Regions from separate parts of the Oryctolagus cuniculus genome. Here region 1 is linked to region 2. The links are chromatin contacts, called in public Hi-C maps. All regions are on one chromosome and are shown on one strand. Each heading gives the region's core, a stretch centred on a gene start, on an enhancer-like site or on the middle of the called end of the contact. The rest is flanking DNA. Distances are from core to core; before and after follow the strand shown.

The links. A called contact is a pair of places that touch in the nucleus more often than the background predicts.
Region 1: a contact with region 2 is called in a Hi-C map of an unstated tissue, with 3 times the contacts expected there. The contact joins two enhancer-like sites. A contact is called at or near these places in 2 of 6 Hi-C or Micro-C datasets (ear pinna and an unstated tissue).

The regions. Positions count from the first base shown.
Region 1 is chr15:83,928,839-83,935,103 of mOryCun1.1, forward strand. No RefSeq gene overlaps it. Among named protein-coding and RNA genes, the nearest start is that of ZNF22, 14 kb to the right of the region's middle. Within about 2 kb of position 2,158, at least 1 of the 8 cell types and tissues checked has an H3K27ac peak or open chromatin away from gene starts, as enhancers often do.
Region 2 is chr15:83,413,437-83,419,148 of mOryCun1.1, forward strand. ALOX5 (arachidonate 5-lipoxygenase) reads right to left here. Exons shown (of 14, transcript XM_002718327.5): 8 at 5,125-5,328; 9 at 4,769-4,855; 10 at 3,820-3,998; 11 at 3,596-3,717; 12 at 3,415-3,515; 13 at 2,844-3,014; 14 at 1,902-2,612. The coding sequence ends at 2,433. The region is part of intron 2 of LOC103351327 (a long non-coding RNA gene); the gene reads right to left. Among named protein-coding and RNA genes, the nearest start is that of ALOX5, 38 kb to the right of the region's middle. Within about 2 kb of position 3,160, at least 5 of the 8 cell types and tissues checked have an H3K27ac peak or open chromatin away from gene starts, as enhancers often do.

The sequences.
Region 1 (6,265 bases), core at 908-3,407, 510 kb after region 2:
CTTACAAGAAGACAAGACAGACACAGGGTGAAGGCCGCGTGCAGACGGAAGCAGGGTTTGGAGAACCGGCTCTACAACCCATGGACCCTGAAAGACGATGAGCAGCACCAGACCTAACAGAGAGACATGGCGCAGGTTCCCCACTCCCCCCCCCCACTACTCTCCTACTCACCAGCAGCACCAGAACCTAACAGAGAGACATGGCGCAGGTTCCCCCCCACTACTCTCCTACTCACCAGCAGCACCAGACCTAACAGAGAGACATGGCGCAGGTCCCCCCCCCCTCCTACTTCACCAGCAGCACCAGAACCTAACAGAGAGGCATGGCGCAGGTTCCCCCCTCCCCCCACTACTCTCCTACTCAGCAGCACTAGAACCTAACAGAGAGGCATGGCACAGGTTCCCGCCCCCCCCCCCCCCACTACTCTCCTTCTTCACCAGCAGCACCAGAACCTAACAGAGAGGCACGGCACAGGTCCCCCCCCCCCACTTCACCAGCAGCACCAGAACCTAACAGAGAGGGACAGCGCAGGTTGCCCACTCCCCAACCCATCATCACTACTCTCCTGCTTCACTGGCAAATGTTCCCCTGGCTCACCCAACCAGGGGTGGGCCTCTCTGTCCTTAGCACTCTGCTACAGCAAGTCCAGGCCACGGCTTTGTATACACCCCCATCGTAGGCAGGACTTGGTTTCCTGGCTGACTTTTCTACTATGCAGAGAGCTCTCTTGGCAGGGCCTATGGCCCAGTGAGCCCCATACTGGCACTATGTGTATAGGGCCCATCAGGGTCTGATGACTGGGAAACACACAGAACGCTGACTGCCCTTCCAGAGTCGCATCAGAGGTCAGCCACTCCCAGCCTATGCAGGCAGAAAGTTGTGGAGGCAAATAAGACTCCCTAATACATGTCAGGTGGGAAATGCCACGTTATGTTTGAAACTGAAAAAGAAAAATGCCTGCCTTTGCCAGCTTTGGGACTGCCATGCTCACTGACAGTGACCAGAGCTGTGGCTCCAATATTATTCCCAGTATAAGGAACCAGGACCCCCCCAAAGGACAACTGATTCCACGGCTCAGGACAACTCATAATGGGTCTGTCAGAAGAGGGGCTCCCACTAGTGAGGATCACTTTGCGATACCTATGCTTGATTCAGGCAAGTTAAAACAGTAGCCATGGTCCCCCAAATACAGACACGCACCACAGGGTTGAAAGAAATGTATGTATACTTCATATGTATCAGAATACTAACACACGAGATTCCCCTCCTAATTATGTACTACTTAAAATTTTATTATGAGTACTCCAACAGCTTCATGGAAAAGTAGAATTAAGAGATACATTATTTTTGCACAAAAATGTTTAAATCCATGCATAGTTTTTGGTAACATGCATTTTCCATGAATTTTTAAGTACTCCCACCTATAAGTATAAGAATATACATATCCATATTTTTTATCTGAGTGAACAAAGAACAAAATCATTGGTCAGAGCAGACATGCACAATCTGAAGAGTGAAGTGAGGAGAATATGGTTTGATAATTCTGCCCATGTACTTGAGTACATTTTTGAAAGAGAAAATTGCCTAAGAGGAACTTTTCTCAACTAAGTGTAAATAAAAACCAACTGAAATTCTTTTCTTTTTTTATTTATTAGAAAGGCAGAGTTACAGAGAGGGAGACAGACACAAAGAGAGGTCTTCCATACACTGGATGTCATCCCTAAATGACTGCAACAGCCAGGGCCGGGCCAGGCTGAAGCCAGGACCCAGCAGCTTCTTCCAGGTCTGACCCATGAGTTCAGCGGCCCAAGGACTTGGGCCACCCTCTGCTGCTTTCCCAGGGGCACCAGCACGGAGCTGGATGGGAAATGGTGCAGCTGGGATTCAAACCAGCGCCCACATGAAGGTGGTAACTTAGTCTGCTATGCCACGGCACCGGCCCTGATTTTTTTTTATTACTTCTAGGTAGTAAGGTTTTCTTACTGCTAATCCTTAGCAGACATGGTTCAATAGATAAGAAAACTGAATAGCACTGTAAGAGTGGATACAAACACACACACCAGAGAAGTTATGGTTTCTTTGAAAGTACTTGTACCAGAAAGCCGTGTGCTCATTACGATGCTGCTAACACAGGCTGTTAGATGACTCACTGGGAAGCTGCCTCCAGAGCCAACTTGTGAGCTGTGTGAATTTGTTCCATTCCCTCTTTACTCACTTGCCTCTCCTTCTTTTCTGTCATTCCTTCTTTCGTCTTGCTGGAAAAGCCATTTCTCTTTCCCCGTGCAAAACACACACACACAAAGGCAGGAAGGAGCCCGTGGCTGTGGTGGCAGGGTCCCTGGGGTGGCAGGTCCGGATACCTGGGGCTGCCAGGGTTCCCACCCTTCCCAAGGCCTGGTCGCTCAAATCTTTCTTCAGCCATCTTCGTCACGTCTCTTTATGTTGCTTTAGTTAACCAAACTTGGTTTTGGCAGCTTGCAGCCACAGAGTCATAAATGAAACATCCAGGTTAATGGCCAAGTTTGGCTTCATTTGATAGACAAAAAGCCCTAGATGCAGAGAGGGAAAATGATTTGTCTAAGGGCACACGGATCTAGAACTCAGGACGTATCTCTCCAATCCAGATGTCTTTTACATCACACGGCGTCTTACACTCTACATCCCCACCCGAGATGCACACAGCTGTGGAACACAAAGATGTGCACAGACACAGTCTCTGTAACACAATCCAGCCCTTTGGAAGTGGGCAAGAAGAAGGGGATTCAGGGAGTAAGTTACCTGACGAAACTGCAGCGAGATGCAATGCCAGGCAGGGCTTCTCCCCAGCAGGCAAAGGCAGCGAGGCACGGAGCCATTGCTCTGAGGTCCCCCCTCCCTTTTGCTACTGCAATTTACTTTGTTTTTTTTTTTTTATTTTTTTTTTTATTTTTTTTTTATTTTTTTTTTTATTTTTTGACAGGCAGAGTGGACAGTGAAAGAGAGACAGAGAGAAAGGTCTTCCTTTGCCGGTGGTTCACCCTCCAATGGCCACCGCGGCTGGCGCGCTGTGGCCGGCACACCGCGCTGATCCAAAGGCAGGAGCCAGGTGCTTCTCCTGGTCTCCCATGGGGTGCAAGGCTCAAGCACTTGGGCCATCCTCCACTGCACTCCCTGGCCACAGCAGAGAGCTGGCCTGGAAGAGGAGCAACCGGGACAGAATCCGGCGCCCCGACCGGGACTAGAACCCGGTGTGCCAGAGCCACAAGGTGGAGGATTAGCCTAGTGAGCCGCGGCGCCGGCCACAATTTACTTTGCATGTATATTTGAAAGCATAAATATAACGTCTGTATATGGTAAGAAGATCAAACAGCTTATGATAAGGAAAAGTGGACAGTCCTCCCAGCCCGGAGCCCCTGCATCAGTGTCCACACCTGGGTCCATCCCCCCAGGGGCACAGCCTTGCTTCTCAGCGGTGGTCTCAGGTGCCCCTCATGTGCACACGTCTTCTTGGAGAAGCTTGAGAAGGGTGTAGCTGAGCCGGGTGGTGGATGACAGCTTGCTGGGGAGAACGCTGGTAAGGGATAGGACAGATCTTGCAGGGACAGCCAGAGAGGAGTGCAGGAAAGGACTACGGTATGTTTAGTGAACACTTCTGATGATTTTTATTTCTGTGCCTTGATAAGAAAGAGACTTACGAGAGAGGAGGAAGTGGGGTGGTACTGGGAGTGGGAGGGCAGTTAGGGTGGGAAGAATCACTGTATTCCTAAAGTTTCTTAAGAAATTTGTACTAATTAAAAAAAAAAAGTCTCTAAAGAAAAGACTTCCTTATCTCCATGCCTTTTCAGTTATTTGTTATCTATTTTACAGTGGGAATGTTAATGGCATTCAGGTAATTGGACTAACATATGCTCAATTTCTTAACGTATGGTGTGCCTTCGAAGACATTGTACCTTACCCGGCTCTCCCATAGTGGTTTCCTGCGCTCAGCAAGCTAAGGGAAACACGCACACGCGACTGCTTTCCGTTCTGTGTCCTTTGCTGCCATCTAGCGGCCATTCTTCATAATGCAAGTCCCCAGGGTTGTGGAGAACCCAGCCGGGGGCTGTCTCAGCGTGGCACTGCCCTCGCGGGTCTCACGCGGCACTGGGAGCCGGAGGAAGGCCCTCTGGGCTTCAGTCGGTGATGCCTGCAGGTGGGGCATCCGCCGTCCATGCTGGTTGGCCTATCTGGAATACAGTTGTGGACACGGACCCTTTACCTTGGTGAGGTGAGTCCTCGGGGCGGCCAGCAGCTACTCCCCGCGCCCTCCCTGGTCCTGCCTCCCTCGGGCTCTGCCAGGTGGAGGGACAGTCGTCCCCTTCTCCCGTGTCTGAAGAAAGCATGTCAGTCTCAGGACCGATTTCCAATTCCAGGGGTGATGTCCCGGCACATCTGGCCTCTCAGGACGAGTGAGCTTTTCCAGAGCCAGGGTCACAGGATGCAAAAAAGAGAACACAACAAGATTCCAGGCTGCCTTCCAGGCCCGGTCAGGGACAATGGGGGAAGTGTCTCCACCTGAGAGAAAGGTCTGGTCAACTTCTGCCCCGGCAGGCAACTTCTGGTACAAACAGAGAGGGGTGGCGAGGAGGCAGTGTCTTAGCCAGGGGTCCTCACAGGCCATGGGCACTGGGGGACTGGGTCCTGACAGGCACAAAACCAGGAGGATGGGTCATGCTGTGGGATCAGGTTCACTGTTAAACGTCAGCGGTTTAACCGAACGGGGTTTATTTCTCACATTCTGTGTCCAAGGCAGGCTAGCAAGGTCCTTGGGAGCCATCTGGAACCACCGAACGAGGTTTATTTCTCACTCACATTCTGTGTCCAAGGCAGGCTAGCAATGTCCTCAGGAGCCGTCCGGAACCACCTGGGACATCCCCTCCACATGGCCGGGCAAGTGGGAGCCCAGAAAACTCACCCAACAGCTGCTAAACGCCTCAGTCATGGGGCCGGTGCTGTGGCACAGTGGGCTAGGCTGCCACCTGCAGCACTGGCATCCCACATCAAAGTCTTGGACGCTCTGCTGCCAGTCAGGTTCCCTGCTAATGCCCCTGGGAAGGCAGCAGATGTCCCAAGGGCCTGGGCCCCTGGACCTCCACTCTTGCCTTCAGCCTGCACCACCCCTGGTTGTTGTGGCCATTTGGGACTGAACCACTGGAGTGGAGGTCTCTCTCTCTCTCTCTCTCTCTCTCTCTCTCTCTATCACTCTTTCAAATAAATAGACAAACTTTTAAAAAGTCCCGGTCTCTCTAACTGCCAGAATTGGTCATGTTCCCCACTAACTGCAAGAGGGGAGTACTTGGGTGCTTTTCCATCAGACATCCCTGTCTGTTCACCTTTTCTCCAAGGAGGTCAACTCCAAATCCTATGCAGACACCGCTACAAAAACCCCAGACCCCTGCATTGTCTCTGTAATGGGCCTGCCTCTGTCTCCCTGTGGCCCAGAGTTCTGTGAACCCAAGCCATCCAATGTCCATGCTCCTCTGCACACACTCCCAACATGGTGGAGGGACATCACCACACTAAGGCTAAGAAACACCCAGAGCACCCCAGCCTGTGGCAATGCTGGTGTCCTGCAGGACAGACACTCTGACAGCCTCTCCCTGGGGCCGGGAGTGTTCCCTTGTTTAGAATTTGCCTCCTGGACATGCCACTGAATGAATGCATCCTACTCTCCTTATATTAAAATAGAATATTATTACTATGACGAACTATACTTTGTAATTTTGCCGTATAAATAACTTTCCTATAAATTGCTCTAGAAATAACTTTCTCTATAAAAAACTTTTCTACAAATAGTTCAGCTCTCAGTTAGAGGACTTTGGCAACTCTGCCCTGTGCCACTGACAGCTTGTCATTACTCTTCATGCTGTATATTCCTCACTCTTAATATTTCTGTACATTTTATCTCTCCTTAACTATATGTTCCTTGAAGGTAGGGCCAGCATCTTTTTTTTTTTTTTTTTTTGGACAGGCAGAGTTAGACAGTGAGAGAGAGAGACAGAGAGAAAGTTCTTCCTTCTGTTGGTTTACCCCCCAAATGGCCTCTGCGGCCGGCGCACCGCGCTAATCCAAAGCCAGGAGCCAGGTGCTTCCAATCCTGGTCTCCCATGGGGTGCGGGGCCCAAGTACTTGGGCCATCCTCCACTGCACTCCCAGGCCAGAGCAGAGAGCTGGCCTGGAAGAGGAGCAGCCGGGACAGAATCCGGCGCCCCGACTGGGACTAGAACCCGGGGTACCAGTGCCGCA
Region 2 (5,712 bases), core at 1,910-4,409:
CCTATTGGAGTGCCAGTTCAAGACCCGGATGCTCTGCTTCCGATCCGGCTCCCTGCTGATGCGCCTGGGAAGGCAGAGCAAGACGGCCCAGGTGCTCACACCCCTGCCACTCACCTGAGACACCCAAATGGAGCTCCTGGCTCCTGGCTTTGGCTTGGCTCAGCTCTAGCCGCTGTGGTCATTTGGGGAGTGAACCAGTGGGTGGACGATCTCTCTCTCCCTCTCTCCCTCTCCTCTCTCTGTCGCTCCGCCTGTCAAATAAATCCATCTTAATTTCTTTGATTCTTTTCTGTCACCAGTCTTCAAGTTCACCCTCACTGGGCTCTGTCATCAAGCCTATTCCATTATGAATATTTTTCCGACAGTTTTCAGTCCCGGGATTTTTATTTGCAGCTCCTTTTTCTGCCAGTGCCTGTTTCTATGCTGAGCTCTCCTCCTCTTTAAGGAACATATTTCTTGAACTCCACAAGCACAGTTTAAAAAACCGTGTTAAAATAATGACCTGCTACTAACAGTATTGGGGCCATCTTGTGACCTCTCTCTGCTGTTTCTCTAGAGAATGGGCCACTCCACCCTCAGAATGTTAGTATATCGAATCACTTGGGGCTGTGTCCCAGCAATGGGTGCTTTTTTTTTTTTTTGATTCTGGATTCAGTTGATGTGTTGATTTTTTTCCCCTCAAAGCAAAAAATTAACTTGGTTAAGCTTCAGCTGAAAACCATTGTTTGAAAACAAGACCCTGGTTATGCTATTGCTTGGACACAAGCGCTCCTCCTAAAACCCTGCAGGGGAGCCTAAGCCGCAGGTGGACACTGCTGGGAGCTGAGGCCTTTGGGAGGCGGGAACTCCTCAGTATTCTGTCCCGAAGAATGGGTTAACAGCCTTGCAGAAAGGGTTGCAGATCGTGTCCACCCGTTCCTGTCCCTCCACGCTGCTTAGACAGCGCACAAGGCTCTGGCTCCGAGGCAGAGACAGAGCCCTCGGCTGACAGGACCTGGATGGACCTCCAGCCTGCAGACCTTCGGTAAGTCGATTTCTTCTCTGTACATCACCCAGTCTGGGGCCTCAGCTGTCACACGTGGGCTCCAGCCAGCTGCGTGTTCCCGCCAGCAGCTGTTGTCACTCCTTGCCGACAGAGGGCGCTGTGCTGGGTGACTTCCATCTGAGGATGCCCTGCTGGCTGCAGTGAGACTCTCAGAGGGACCATGTGGTGTGAAGCCCTCCGCATCCACTGCTCGCTTCTCTCTCCCTGCACCAGGGTCCTGCTCCTGCCTCCCCGACCACACGACCTGGCAGGGGGCTCCGTGGTGGCTGTGTGTGAGTGGCTCAGTGCTGAAGGTCACCCACAGCGGCGACCACGTCTGGGAGCCACACTGGGGCTGTGCCTTGCCCTCTACAGCACCTGCTCCAGCAGGAAGCTTCCCAGGGGCCCAGGAGCACCTGCACACGGCCTCCTGTGCCCTGCTGACCTCGGTGGAAGCCCTTCCCTGACCCTGCTAGCCCACCCACTCAGGAGCACCTGCCGGGACCCCTCGGTGATGCGATTCTGACACCGGGGCTGTGGGGTCGTGGCTCCCAGCAGCGCCTGCTAATCTGTCCCTGCCAGGAGCAGCTGAGATGGACCCTAGGCGGGCCCTGGCCCAGACACTAAGAAAGTGGGTTCTCTGCTTCAGCGAGGGCGTCCCCTCCCCAGGGAGAGGCCACTGGGACAGCAACAGGCAGCGGCTCCGGGAAACCCCAGGCAGACAGCCAAGGAGGCCTTCCCAGAGGCAGTGGCATTTGAGATGTGCTCTGGACAGATGTGTGGGGGAGGTGCCTGTGTCCTGGGGTGGGGGAGCCCATTGATTCTGGCTTTTTCTCAGCTGTTTCGGGTGGCTGGGTACAGCACGTGGGATTATGGCTTTTTTTTTTTTTTAAGATTTATTTGTTCATTTGAAAGGCAGAGTTACAGAGAGGCAGAGGCAGAGAGAGGTCTTCCATGTTCTGGTTCACTCCCCAGATGGCCCCAACGGCTGAGGCTGCGATGATCCACAGCCAGGAGCCTCTTCCAGGTCTCCCACGTAGGTGCAGGGTCCCAAGCACTTGGGCCTTCCTCTACTGCTTTCCCAGGCCACAGCAGAGAGCTGGATCGGAAGTGGAGCAGTCGGGTCTCGAACCAGCGCCCATATGGGATGCCGGCACTGCAGGCGGGGGCTTTATCCGCTACACCACAGCACCGGCCACCCAGCACGTGGGTTTTAAATGACTTCCTCTAGTTCTGGTAACCAACAAAGAATCCATTCGACAGGAATTTTCCTGGGCACCTACTGCATACAAGGAGTCGGACTAGGCATGACTATGGCTGTCAGCCAGCCGGCCCAGCCGCTGCCCGGGTGTGGGAGTGGGCCTGCTCCGTGCAGGACGGCCGCGCACTCACACCCCTGGCGGCGGGGTCAGATGGCCACGCTGTTGGGGATGCGGTCCGGCGACAGGTAGTAGTAGGGCAGCTTCTTGTGCTTGTTGCGCTCGGCGATCACGCTGACAATGGCCTCCAGGGCCTTGCGGAAGCGGGCCATGGCCTCCTTCACGGGCTTCTCGATGAAGTGCTCCTCGGGGTACATGCCCAGGAACAGCTGGGGGCGGGGCACGGACAGGCGGGCGCGCAGGTGAGCGCGCAGGGGAGAACACAGGGGAGGGCACAGGCGCGTGCGCAGGGGAGGGCGCTGGGAGCCTGTGCTCCCTGGGGCTGGGGGGGAGGACCCGCAGGTGCAGCCCTCCCGCGGGGGCGGGGCGTCTGTCTGTCTGTCCTCCCCGTCCCAACCCTGCCTTTCAATGCCATCCTAGGCCGGCGCGCGCGGCCTCACCTCGTTTTCCTGGAACTGGCTCAGCGCCCACACGGCGCCCAGATGCCAGCAGGAGCGGCCGCGGTCCGGCAGCGTCTCCACGATCTGCTCGATGGTCACCAGGCCCTTGGCCGTGGGCGGCGGCGCCCGCATGGTCGGAGGCGCATTGGGGATCCAGGAGCACCAGTCATACTGCGGGGACCGCCCCCAACGCGTGGGCGGGCGGAGGCCTGGCCGCTCGGGCACCTCCACCAGAGCAGCAGACCCTCCTTCCCCGGGCAGCCCTTCTGCTCCCTCCTCGGCCCCGCCCCTCAGGCTCCTCCCCAAAGGCCCCGCCCTTCCTCAGACCCTCCTCTCTGGGCCCCGCCTCTTGGGCTCCTCCCCAAAGGCCCCGCCTCCTCTCTCAGCTCCGCCTCGTCCCCCCCCAGCTCTCCCCCAAAGGCCCCGCCCTTCCCCAGCTCCTCCTCCCCGGGCACCTTGGTCTCTCCACCTCCAGGCTTCCCTGATTCTCCTGGGCCCACAAGGGCCAGGGGTTGGCGGGCTGGGGGAGCCGGGAGCGGGTCGCGGGCGGGTCGGCGCGGCGCGGGCCTACCTGGCCGAAGTTCACGGCCGCGTGCTGGGCGGAGGCCGTGAAGATCACCACGGTCAGGTACTCGGACAGCTTCTCGCGGCTCTTGATGGACTTGGGGAAGCCTGGGGCGGAGCGGCTCGCTGGCTGAGCGAGGACCGGGCCCCGCGCCCCCGCGCCCACCCGCGTGCCCCCGCGGCCCTACCTGAGGCCTTCCTGCCCCGCATGCCGTACATGTAGACGTCCCGCACGAAGTCCTGCAGCTCCTGGTCCTCCTCCACCACCTGGTCGTCCTCATAGTAGATGCCCACCACCTCGGCCACGAACCTGCGCGGGGAGGGGTCGCCGGAGGGAGCGGGCAAGGGGGCTCCTCCTCGCGTCCCCTGCCCCTCGCCCCCTCTGCCAGCCCCAGCGCCAGCGGGCACTCACGTCCGGATGGCCTCCCACACCAGCAGCCCGTCGTCGCGGTAGAAGTAGTAGGGGATGTCCTGGGTGCTGTCCATGCCCCGGGCCTTGATGGCCTCGGGGAAGCAGAGCGAGGCGTAGGTGAGGTCCTGCATGGCTTTCTGCACCATCTGCACGTGCCCGCCGCCGCCCGTGGCGTTGGCCTGGGTGGGAGGGGCCGGGTAAGTGAGGGGGCTGACCCAGCCCCAGAGGGGTAGAGACCACTCCCCAGCGCCCAGAAACACGTTGTGCTTAGCCGAGGGCTGGGGGCGGGGATCCTGGCCTCACCCCAGGCGCATGACACAGACATACTCGCAGGCATGTGTGTACACACTCCCACGTGGCTCCCATACGCGCGCTCACACACACACACACACACACACACAGGTGCGTGCACAAGTAGGCAAGTCACAAGACAAGGGCTCCCTCCTGTGGCAGGAGGCCCACCTGCAGCAGGGAGGAGGAAGAGGCTGGCACAGACCAGGGAGAAGGGCCAGGCAGCCTGCACTACTCCAGGGCCCCCTTTGAGTCCCTGGGTGGGCTCTGTGTCTTCCCCCACCCCCGACCATGGTCTAATTGACAACCTATGCAGCCACATGGTGCTAGGCTTGTCATTTATAACCCACCAGCGAGCCTCTGGCTTGGGTGGTGAGAAAGGCAGAAGGCAGGCCAAGGGCTCCCGTGTGTGTGTGTGTGTGTGTGTGTGTGTGTGTGTGAGAGAGAGAGAGAGAGAGAGAGAGAGAGAGAGAGAGAGACAACACCAGGTGGGCGGAGCAGGGAGAGCGAGGAAGGGCAGGACCAGAGGAGGTTGTGCACCCGGTGCTGGGCAGCACTGCAGAGAGGTTCCTCGTGCGTGGCAGGGCCAATGGGCCCCAGGGAGCAGGTGAGGTGGGGGGGCTCTTGCAGGCACCAGTGGGGCTGGGAGGCCACCCACCTTGTCAAAGAGGCCATACTCGCAGATGAGCTGCTCCCGGGCCTTGGTGTTGATGGCGATGGTGAACCGCACATGTGCCACCAGTAGCTGGGTGGGGGAGGAGAAGACCGGAGAGAGGGCTGGGCCAGGGTCCACAAACCACGGAAACCCTGGAGTGCTCAGCTTCCCGCACCCCAGGGCCCCCATGCTGAGCTGATGCTGGCACAGGGAGGAAGGGCAGGTAGGGGTGTTCCTTCTTGCTTGGGGTCACAGCTTTGATGGTTAACAATAGCCTTGATAATGACATGATAAAAAACAGGTGGGCGTGTCACCCCCCCCACCACAGGGCCCTCTCCCTCCAGGTGAAGGGGCTGTACCTTGAAGATGGGGTGAACGGCGGGCAGCTGGCGGTACATGGCGATGCCAAAAACCTCAGACACCAGGTGTGTGCGCAGAAGGTGTGTGATGGTCTGGTGGACGTGGAAGTCACTGGAACGCACCCAGATCTTGGCCAGAAGCCAGTCGTACTTGGCATCGGAAGGGAGAAAAATGGGGTTCTCTTCTCCTGGGGTTTGGTTGAGCTGATTCGTTGGAGAAAGAAAACATATTGCTATGTGAAGTCAAAAGGCTTCCTAGAAAAGGAAATCAGAAGCTGTTTGTCTTGGTGCAGAGCAATTTTGCAATCCATGCATTAGAGCAACCCTCAAAAAGTTCATGGAAAATGAGTATTATGCAAAAGCAACAAAATCACCTCTTGGGCTTCAGAATGCCTGCATCAAAAGTCACGGACTTGTGCTTTCAATTTTCCATACGCTTTTTGAAGTACCCTTGTAGCTGCTGGAGAACCTGGCCTCTCGGAAAATTCCAGAAGAGTCTAGATGTCTGCAGCTGTGTCTTTAGAACCATTAGATGAGCGTGGATTCTCTGATTCTCTGCCCCAGCTGCCCTGGCCTCCAGCTCTCCTC